Linked DNA regions of Sus scrofa: region 1 is linked to region 2. The links are chromatin contacts, called in public Hi-C maps. All regions are on one chromosome and are shown on one strand. The core of a region is the stretch at or near the end of the contact, and the rest is flanking DNA. Distances in the headings are between cores, read along the strand shown. Region 1 overlaps LOC102159132 (a long non-coding RNA gene). Region 2 has its middle 36 kb from the start of AKR1E2.

Evidence for each region. Hi-C and Micro-C count contacts between places; a contact is called where the count stands out from the background.
Region 1: a contact with region 2 is called in a Hi-C map of retroperitoneal adipose tissue, with 2.8 times the contacts expected there. The contact joins two enhancer-like sites. A contact is called at or near these places in 1 of 5 promoter capture datasets (fetal skeletal muscle), 32 of 47 Hi-C or Micro-C datasets (adipose tissue, alveolar macrophages, blood and 16 more) and 2 of 2 datasets of contacts at active chromatin or transcription factors (alveolar macrophages and skeletal muscle).

What each region holds. Positions count from the first base shown.
Region 1 is chr10:66,972,105-66,976,152 of Sscrofa11.1, reverse strand. LOC102159132 (a long non-coding RNA gene) reads right to left here. Exons shown (of 4, transcript XR_002336446.1): 4 at 1-2. Among named protein-coding and RNA genes, the nearest start is that of PITRM1, 23 kb to the left of the region's middle. Within about 2 kb of position 1,437, at least 2 of the 83 cell types and tissues checked have an H3K27ac peak or open chromatin away from gene starts, as enhancers often do. A contact at or near this core is called in retroperitoneal adipose tissue, where this site is marked.
Region 2 is chr10:65,727,725-65,731,769 of Sscrofa11.1, reverse strand. No RefSeq gene overlaps it. Among named protein-coding and RNA genes, the nearest start is that of AKR1E2, 36 kb to the right of the region's middle. Within about 2 kb of position 1,684, at least 10 of the 83 cell types and tissues checked have an H3K27ac peak or open chromatin away from gene starts, as enhancers often do. A contact at or near this core is called in retroperitoneal adipose tissue, where this site is marked.

The DNA of each region.
Region 1 (4,048 bases), core at 188-2,687, 1.2 Mb before region 2:
CACTGGAAGAAGATGAGCCAGCATGAAGGATGCCTCCCTGGAGGTCAGGCCCCTCCCATGACTGCAGCCCCAGGAACGCAGCTGATTATCCGCCCAATTTTCTCTCTGCTGATGAACGCCTCCCCGCAGCCTTCCGCTCACACGAAAGAACATTAAGAAACCAAACGGAGCAACGTATAAGATAATAGCCTAGGAAGATGAGTTTTGGTAAAAACAAATATATCATTCACGGACGCTACAGGCTTCAACACTTTTCCTAAAAGCACACGAAGCCCTCAGCTCTGTCAGGATCCAACCGACAGGTAAGCATTGGGCTAGAATATTACGAGCGGTTTCTTTCTTAGCCATTAAAGTGTGGGAACCCTTCACTTCCCCAGCCAGCCAGCCGTTCTGCTTGCCCCCAGGGTCTTTTTGTCTCCCCACCTGAGAGTATTTCGAGGCATAAAAGAAGACCTAAAACTCTGTGGTCATGAGGAGGTGTGGCAGCAGAAAAGGGAACACACAGGCGGCGGCATCTGCAAGCCCCGTGTCATCAGATGGGACCAGACAGTGGGTGGAAATCCAGCAGGCACTGCCGCAGGGTGCCAACCCCACCTGATGCACAGGAGATGCTGCGTAGTAATATAATAAAGAACACACGGGCTCAGCAGCCACGGTCACACCTCAGCACGCCACACTGGATCCACACTGCTCACGGCTGCCGACAGTGGGGAGGTCCCGACACCTCCTGGGTAAACTGGGAACTGGGTAAATTAGGGGTAGAACCAGGCAACAGTTTACTGTAACCTGTTAGTCCAACAAAACTCCTCAGCAAAACGTTCCTCCTGGTTGTGTGGAATTTATTTGCTCGCCTTGTTTCAACCTGTTAATCTCAAGAATGATTCAAGCTTCAATGGACTCTGACCTAAAATTAGCTGCAATTTTTTTTTGCACCTGTCTCTAGCCACATTTTTCTTAGAAGAGATCAAATAGCTTTAGTCACATTCTCTATTATAAAAAACAAAAACAAAACACCCAGGAGTTCCTGTCGTGGCATAGCAGAAAACAAATCTGACTAGGAACCATGAGGTTGCAGGTTTGATCCCTGGCCTCACTCAGTGGGTTAAGGATCCAGCATTGCCATGAGCTGTGGTTGTAGGTCACAGACACGGCTCGGATCCCGCGTTGCTGTGGCTGGGGTGTAGGCTGGCAGCTGTAGCTCCAATTTGACCCCTAGCCGAGGAACCTCCATATACTGCTGGTGCAGCTCTAAAAAAAAAAAAGGCAAAAGACAAAAAAACCCACAAAAAAACAAAAAACAGTGCCCTAAGGACCTACCAGCGTGTAGACAATAGCCAGGAAATTCAAGTGTGAATTGCACAGGGTAAGAGGAAGAAGGCTGTTTCTGATAAAGAAGACGGCAATGCAGGCCAGGCGCGCGGCCACGGCGGGACCAGGAGAAAGAGCTGCGCTGGCGGCCGCCCCCCCAGGACGGCCACGAGGGCCGGGTCAGGGCCACCACTGGCCTGGAGACCTCACTGCCGTCTGCAGAGGGCGTGGGGAGCTCTTCCAAGGAGCCAGGGCCCTTCCACGGCTGGAGAGGGTGGACACCTTCTCCCCTTCGGGGGAGCCCACACAGGAGGCCCCCCGTCCTCCCTAGGACGGACCAGGACGGCTCCTTACACGTCGGCCATCGTCACGTCTCTGGGAAATGTTAGGAAAAAACGGAAGCGGGAATGTTAGAACTCCTTTGAAAGAAAAGCCAAAGACTTTTTTTTTCTCTTTAGGGCTGCACCCACGGCATATGGAGGTTCTCAGGCTGGGGTTGAATTGGAGCTGCAGCCACTGGCCTACACCACAGCTCACGGCAATGCTGGATCCTTCACCCACTGAGCGAGGCCAGGGGTCGAACCCAAGTCCTCATGGATACTAGTCAGGTTCCTAACCCACTGAGCCACAGTGGGAACTCTGAAAAGCCAAAGATTAGTGAGGACACTGAGAACTTGCTGAAGAAGAAAGAGACCCTCGGCCAGGAGTCCTGGATGCATCCAGATCAACCAGGACCCCACGTCTGCTGCGGGAGCCGGGCCTGAGGCAGACGCTGTCTGTAAACCTCCTGGGTCATATGGGGTCACGCAGGTCGCACACGGTCTTACCGTGATGGCAGGGGACCCAGCTGTCGCTGGCCTGCTTTGCTTTCCTCTGCGCCGCGGAGGGAGCAGAGGGACGTCGTGGCGACAGACGCACGGGGGCGCAGGCCAGCGTCGCAGGAACACCTGTCCCCTCTCCTTCCACCGCAGCCCCACGCCCCGCCCGCTCAGGGCGGCCCGCGGAGCATCCTTCATGACCTCGCGCAGCAGAGGACACTCGAACCACGGCCCGTGCTTCATCTGGGATCAAGCTCGCACCCTTTCTCTGGGCGTAGAGAGGCTTCATCCGCCCGCCTCTCGCGTCTCAGTCCCTCCGCCCCGGATTCACGCTCCACTGCAGCCCAGCTCGCGCCCAAGGGCCTCCCCGCGCAGTCCTTCCAGACAAGCGGGTGGCGGGGGCCTCTGGGGGGCGGTCCGCTGCTCGCTGCTCTGGGGCCTGGCTGCGCGGTCTGCGCTGCCCTCCTACGCCTGGTCCTGCATGGGCCACTCCTGTGTCCTGATGCCGCGATGCTGTGACCCTCACGCGGCTGACCTCGTCAAACCTGGTTACGCTCGACGCACCGTCGCACTCCGGGCTCTTCCAAAAGGCGTAGCCCCTGCGTTATCCCGAGACAGAAAGCACGTCCCCGGCTTGGGGTCGGGGCAGGTACGGCTTCCCCTGCGGCAGACTTTGCCCAAACCTCGATCTTCCCATGCGCGCTTTCAACAGCCCTGGACGCCCCCGAGCGGACACCAGCGGCCCCGAGCGGACACCAGCGGCCCCGCGCGGGCGCTGGCCCGAGTGCAGCGTCGTCAGTGTCCCACAGGCCCCGGCTGGCTCTCGTCGCCTCCGTGTTCTCTGCCCCACTTAACAGGGCCCCAGTCCCACATCGAGGTTGGGTCTCTGTGTCCGACAAAACCGTTCCTGTCTCTTGTCACGACGGGGACGACGGCAGAACACAGACGAGGCAGCCGCAACGGGTCAGGCTGGCGGCTGAACTCGAGGCCGACCCCAAGGGCTTCTCGAGGTCCCGAGCGTTCCTTTCAGGAGTGACTGTCCCGGGCTGCTTGAGTCTTCCTGTCCGCGCTGTCCGTCTGCTGAGACGCGGGAGGGCCTGGCTGGAGAGCTGTCCTGACCCACATTCGCCTGGTGCGTGGCCGGGGCGAGCTCTGGACCCCTGCTCCCGGCAGGCGTGCCAGGTCACCGCAGGCCTCCACAGCGGCCTAGTGAGACTCACCTTCACATTCCCTGAGTTTTCCCTCCTGTAAAGTGCTTGGGCCCCCGGGGACCCCATCACGCTGCCTCTGGGTCCCACCACCTCAGAGCATGGATCGGGCCGCGGGGCCGCATCTCTCCCAGCCTGGCTTGGGTGGGCTCAAGACACAGGCAGCTCTGGCCTGGCTTCTCCAGCCCCTCTGTCTTCAGGGTGCGTCCCCCAGCGAGGGCCAACTCTTCCCTCCTTTACCAGGAGCCGTCCCTGCCAAAGTCATCGTTAGGGTTGTCCTGTGAGCTTCCAGGTTTCCTCTGGGGGGAGAGGTCTTAGGGTCACGGAAAGGGTGGGGGCGGGAGGACTGGAGACACAGGTTCACGAGTGGCCGGCAGAGTCCCCGCAGGTCCCGTTAGGGATTGAACTGTGTCCCCTGAAGCTGCCTGTTGAGCCTGGTGTGATGGCGTTTGGAGACGGGGTCTCTCGGGTGGTTCCTCAGCTTGAATGAGGTGGTGAGGGTGGGGCCCTGGTCCCAAAGACCGGGGTCCTCAGAAGAGGAGGAAGGGACCCCGCGTTGGCTCACCGCCCTGGGAGGGCTCGGCAAGACGGCACCGTCTGCGGGCCAGGCGGGCGTCACCAGAACCAACCCTGGTGGCCCCCTGGTCCCCTGGCCGGGCCCCCTCTGCACTGTGGGCCACCACGTGGAGGTCAGCACATCTGCTCTGCGCCACT
Region 2 (4,045 bases), core at 435-2,934:
TTGTTTTAATGGAATCTCATGAGGAATGCGTAAAAAAGAATATGCCCTGAATATCTTCCTAATAAATCAAAACAAGGGAATCTGTATAATAGTAAATATAACTTTGAGAAAATGTAATTATCTTAATTTTTTTTAAGGACCAGCCCCAGACATTGTTTTGAGAACCACTACTTCGTATGTTCCTGTAATCCTCTAACCTCTGAAAACCATTATACATGATACATCCAAATTCTAACCATGGCATTGGTTATTCCAGTATTTTGAGAACTATTTGAAACATAAAGGTAAAGTTCCTCCATTCGTGAAATTAACGCAATCTGAAAATTCACATATTAATCCAAAAAAAGAAAAAAAGAAAGAGGTTTGATTATTGAAAATATTATAGCTTTAGAGAATGAAAATTACACTGGAGGGGTAAAATTTTTAACAGCCCACTTAAAAATGTGGAGCAAAATATTTACTTGGCTGTGAGCATCTCTGTCAGCAAACTTCTAAATGATTACCGTGTCTTACGTGCAAGATGATATTTCGGTTACAATTAAAATCATTGGTTGGATTTTAAGACGCCTCCGACTCAACCTACAAATTTGGGATTTACTAGGAAAGAATAACAAAACATCTTAAAAACTTCTTGAAGGGTTCTTTTCTTCTTATATCAAGAAGCAAAATGCACTCAGTGCCCTGTTGAGTAAGTTAAAAAGCATCCAAGACATAGGCAAATTCCCTTGATAAAAATGTTTTCTAGATTAATATTGCTATTCAAAGTCCTTTCCACATCGCTTGGATTTTTCTTTTCCTTTTAAAGCACCAAGTTTCTCCTCCTGGTTTTGGAATCCATGAACAGATCCGGTGCCATGTCACAGACACAGTCAGATCCTTTAAAACCTTTTCTCTTTCTGTTTCTTTTTTTGAGTTTCCTGTCGGCCTGACACATTGTGTTCTCACATCCCTTGGAAACCACGTGGGGAAGAAATAAAGTGCACCCCTCCGTCCACAGATAGGCAATGTTTGCTCACCGACTGGGGGAAACACAACAGGTCACTGCAATTGGCTATATATGGTCATTCAGTCACACGGAGCAAGGGACGAGGCCAGGACACAGGAAACACCTGTGGAAAAGGACTCCGAATAATGGGCCCTTTTGCAGTTTAACTGTTCACAAAGCACAGAAATACCAAATACCAGCAACATGTTGGCCAATGTTATTTAAAACGGGCTCCCTGCAAAGACAGGGGAGCAGGTGCAAGACTTGCCTCTCAAAAACGTTCTGTTTTGGAGTTCCTGTGGCTCAGCCAAAACGAATCCAACTAGCAGGCAAGAGGATGCCAGCTGGATCCCTGGCCTCGCTCTGTGGGTTAAGGATCCGGTGTTGCCTGTGAGCTGTGGTGTAGGTCGCAGTCTCAGCTTGGGTCCTTCGTTGCTGTGGCATAGGCCAGGGGCTACAGCTCTGATTGGACCCCAGCCTGGGAACCTCCATATGCCGCAGGTGCAGCCCTAAAAAGCCACACACACCAAAAAAAAAAAAACGTGCTTTTTCTTTAGCACCAAGTCTTGCACGTTGTAGCACTACCCACGGTAAAAGCAATGAAAAGTCTTCAGGGCAGACACTAAAACTGTCTTTCAGGGATGTCCTTTCCTGAAACCTGGAAGATGTGGAAACAAGGAACTTGTGCCTGAGGATGTAGCTCCATCTACAGGACGTGGGAGGTAGGACAAGGTCCATGTAAACAAATTCTCCGGCCACACGCGGATATTAAGGTTGTGTTTTGCTTCTGATAAATGAGCTTTTTCACTGAGAAGAAAGGAACGTGAAACGAGGGGTGACGTGCACGTGGGCCATTCATTCCTGAGGCTTTGATCGACTTAGTTTTTATTCTCTTCTTTGTAAATTAAAAAAAAAAAAAAAGTCCATGTAAGCTCATCTTTGGTTTAAAAGAAAAGGCAGTTCTGGTTGGGGATGTAGATGGCGGGGGCGGCTAGGCATTTGGGAAGCCGAGGGCATATGGGAAATATTTGTACCTTCCTCTCCATTTTGTTGTAAACCTAAAACGGCTCTAAAAAGTGCTCTTTTACATAAGAGAACAGACTTGTGGTTGCCAAGGGGAAGCCGGGAGCGAGGAGGAGTTTGCGGTTAGCAGATAAAACTAGTACATGTAGAATGGATGAGCAATGAGGTCCTACTGTACAGGACAGGAACCATATCCCGACTCTTGGGATAAAACATGCTGGAAAATAACACAGGAAAGGGAATGTATATATATACGTATGTATACATATATGCCTGGGCCACTTCGCTATACAGCAGAGACTGGTACAACATTGTAAATCAACCATATTTTAATTAAAAATAAATATAATAACAAATAGGGGTTTTGTTTTGTTTTGTTTCTTAGGGCCGCACCCATAGCATATGGGCCTATGGAAGTTCCCAGGCTAGGAATCGAATAGGAGCTGCATCTGCCGGCCTAGGCCACAGCCACGGCAAGACCAGATCTGAGCCATGTCTGCAACCTACACCACACCTCACAGCAACGCCAGATCCTTAATCCACAGAGAGAGGCCAGGAATGGAACCTCATCCTTATGGATACAAGTCAGGTTCTTTACTGATGAGCCACAAGGGGAACAATAAATCGTTTTTTTAAAACACAAAACCTCAGGCAGAGTCCACTCAGGGAGCACTGAATTCTTTTAGAAAATGGTATGGAGGTACCTCAGGAAACTAAACATAGAACTACCATATAATCCAGCAATTCCACTGCTGGGCATATATCTGGACAAAAGTTTCACTGAAAAAGATACACGCATCCCTGTGTTCATAGCAGCACTATTCACAATAGCCAAGACATGGAAACAACCTCAATGTCTATTGACAGATGAGTAGATTAAGAACATGCAGTACATATACATGGTGGAATATTACTCAGTCATAAAAAAGACAAACAAATGCCATCTTCAGCAACATGGATGGATCTAGAGACTCATTCTAAGTGAAGTCAGAAAGAGAAAGACAAATACCATATGGTATCGCTTGTTTGTGGAATCTACAATATGGCTCAGATAATCCTCTCCAAAAAACAAAAACAAAAAAACAAACACAAAAAACAGAAACAGATCATGGCCAAGAAGAGCAGACTTGGGGTTCCCAAGGGGAGAAGGGGAGGGAGTGGGATGCATGGGCATTTGGGGGGGGGGGTTGGATGAAAACTTATATTTGGAAGGAATGGGCTGTGGGTCCCTAACGTACAGAACAGGGAAATGTGTGTGATTGGGTCACTTTGCTGTACAACAGAACTTGATGAAACATTGTAAATCAACTATACTTTAATAAAATAATAATAATAAAACAAAAAAGAACATGTCAAACTAAAAATAAACTTAAAAAACCTTCCTCCAGTCCATCAAAAGAAAAAAAAAGAAGTCCTCTCTCCTCTCTGTTTTGGGTCCCGCCTGCTCCCGGCTCTCGGCTGGCCAGGGACTGCACGTCGGCACCTTCTTCCCACTTCTCCTCCCTCCCGGGTCCCATGGGCTCTGCACCCCCAGGGCAGTGGCCGGATAAGGACATGCTCTTGATGTCCATGCAGGTGCACAGAGCCATTTTCCAGCTCTCACTTGCAGGAGAGGCGGCCAGTCTCCTGGAAGCCTTGGGCAGGACCGCGGCTGGAACTCGGCCTCTGGCCACCGCTGCCTAATAGAAACAGAGAGACAGAGCTTGGGGCAAAGGAGGAATGAGTAGCTTCATTGCCTTGCCAGGCTAATGCCCTAAACACAGTGCCCTCTCTGGGGAGACCAGGAGTGGTCTTCTCGTTTGGGAGGGGAAGATGGGGCTACAGATTAGGCTCCGGGTAGCAAGCTTGTATTCCTCTTCAAAGCTGGTGTCAGGTGGCCCCGGGACTGGTTCCGGTGGTCCTTGAGATTATCAGGACACGCCCTTCTCTCCGGAAAGAAGGAGGCTTCACGGGTAGTCAGCATCTTCCCTTTGTTGGGGGCTTTAGTTTGGCAGGTATTGTTATGCATATTCCCTTAGAAGGAACCAGGTCCCTGCC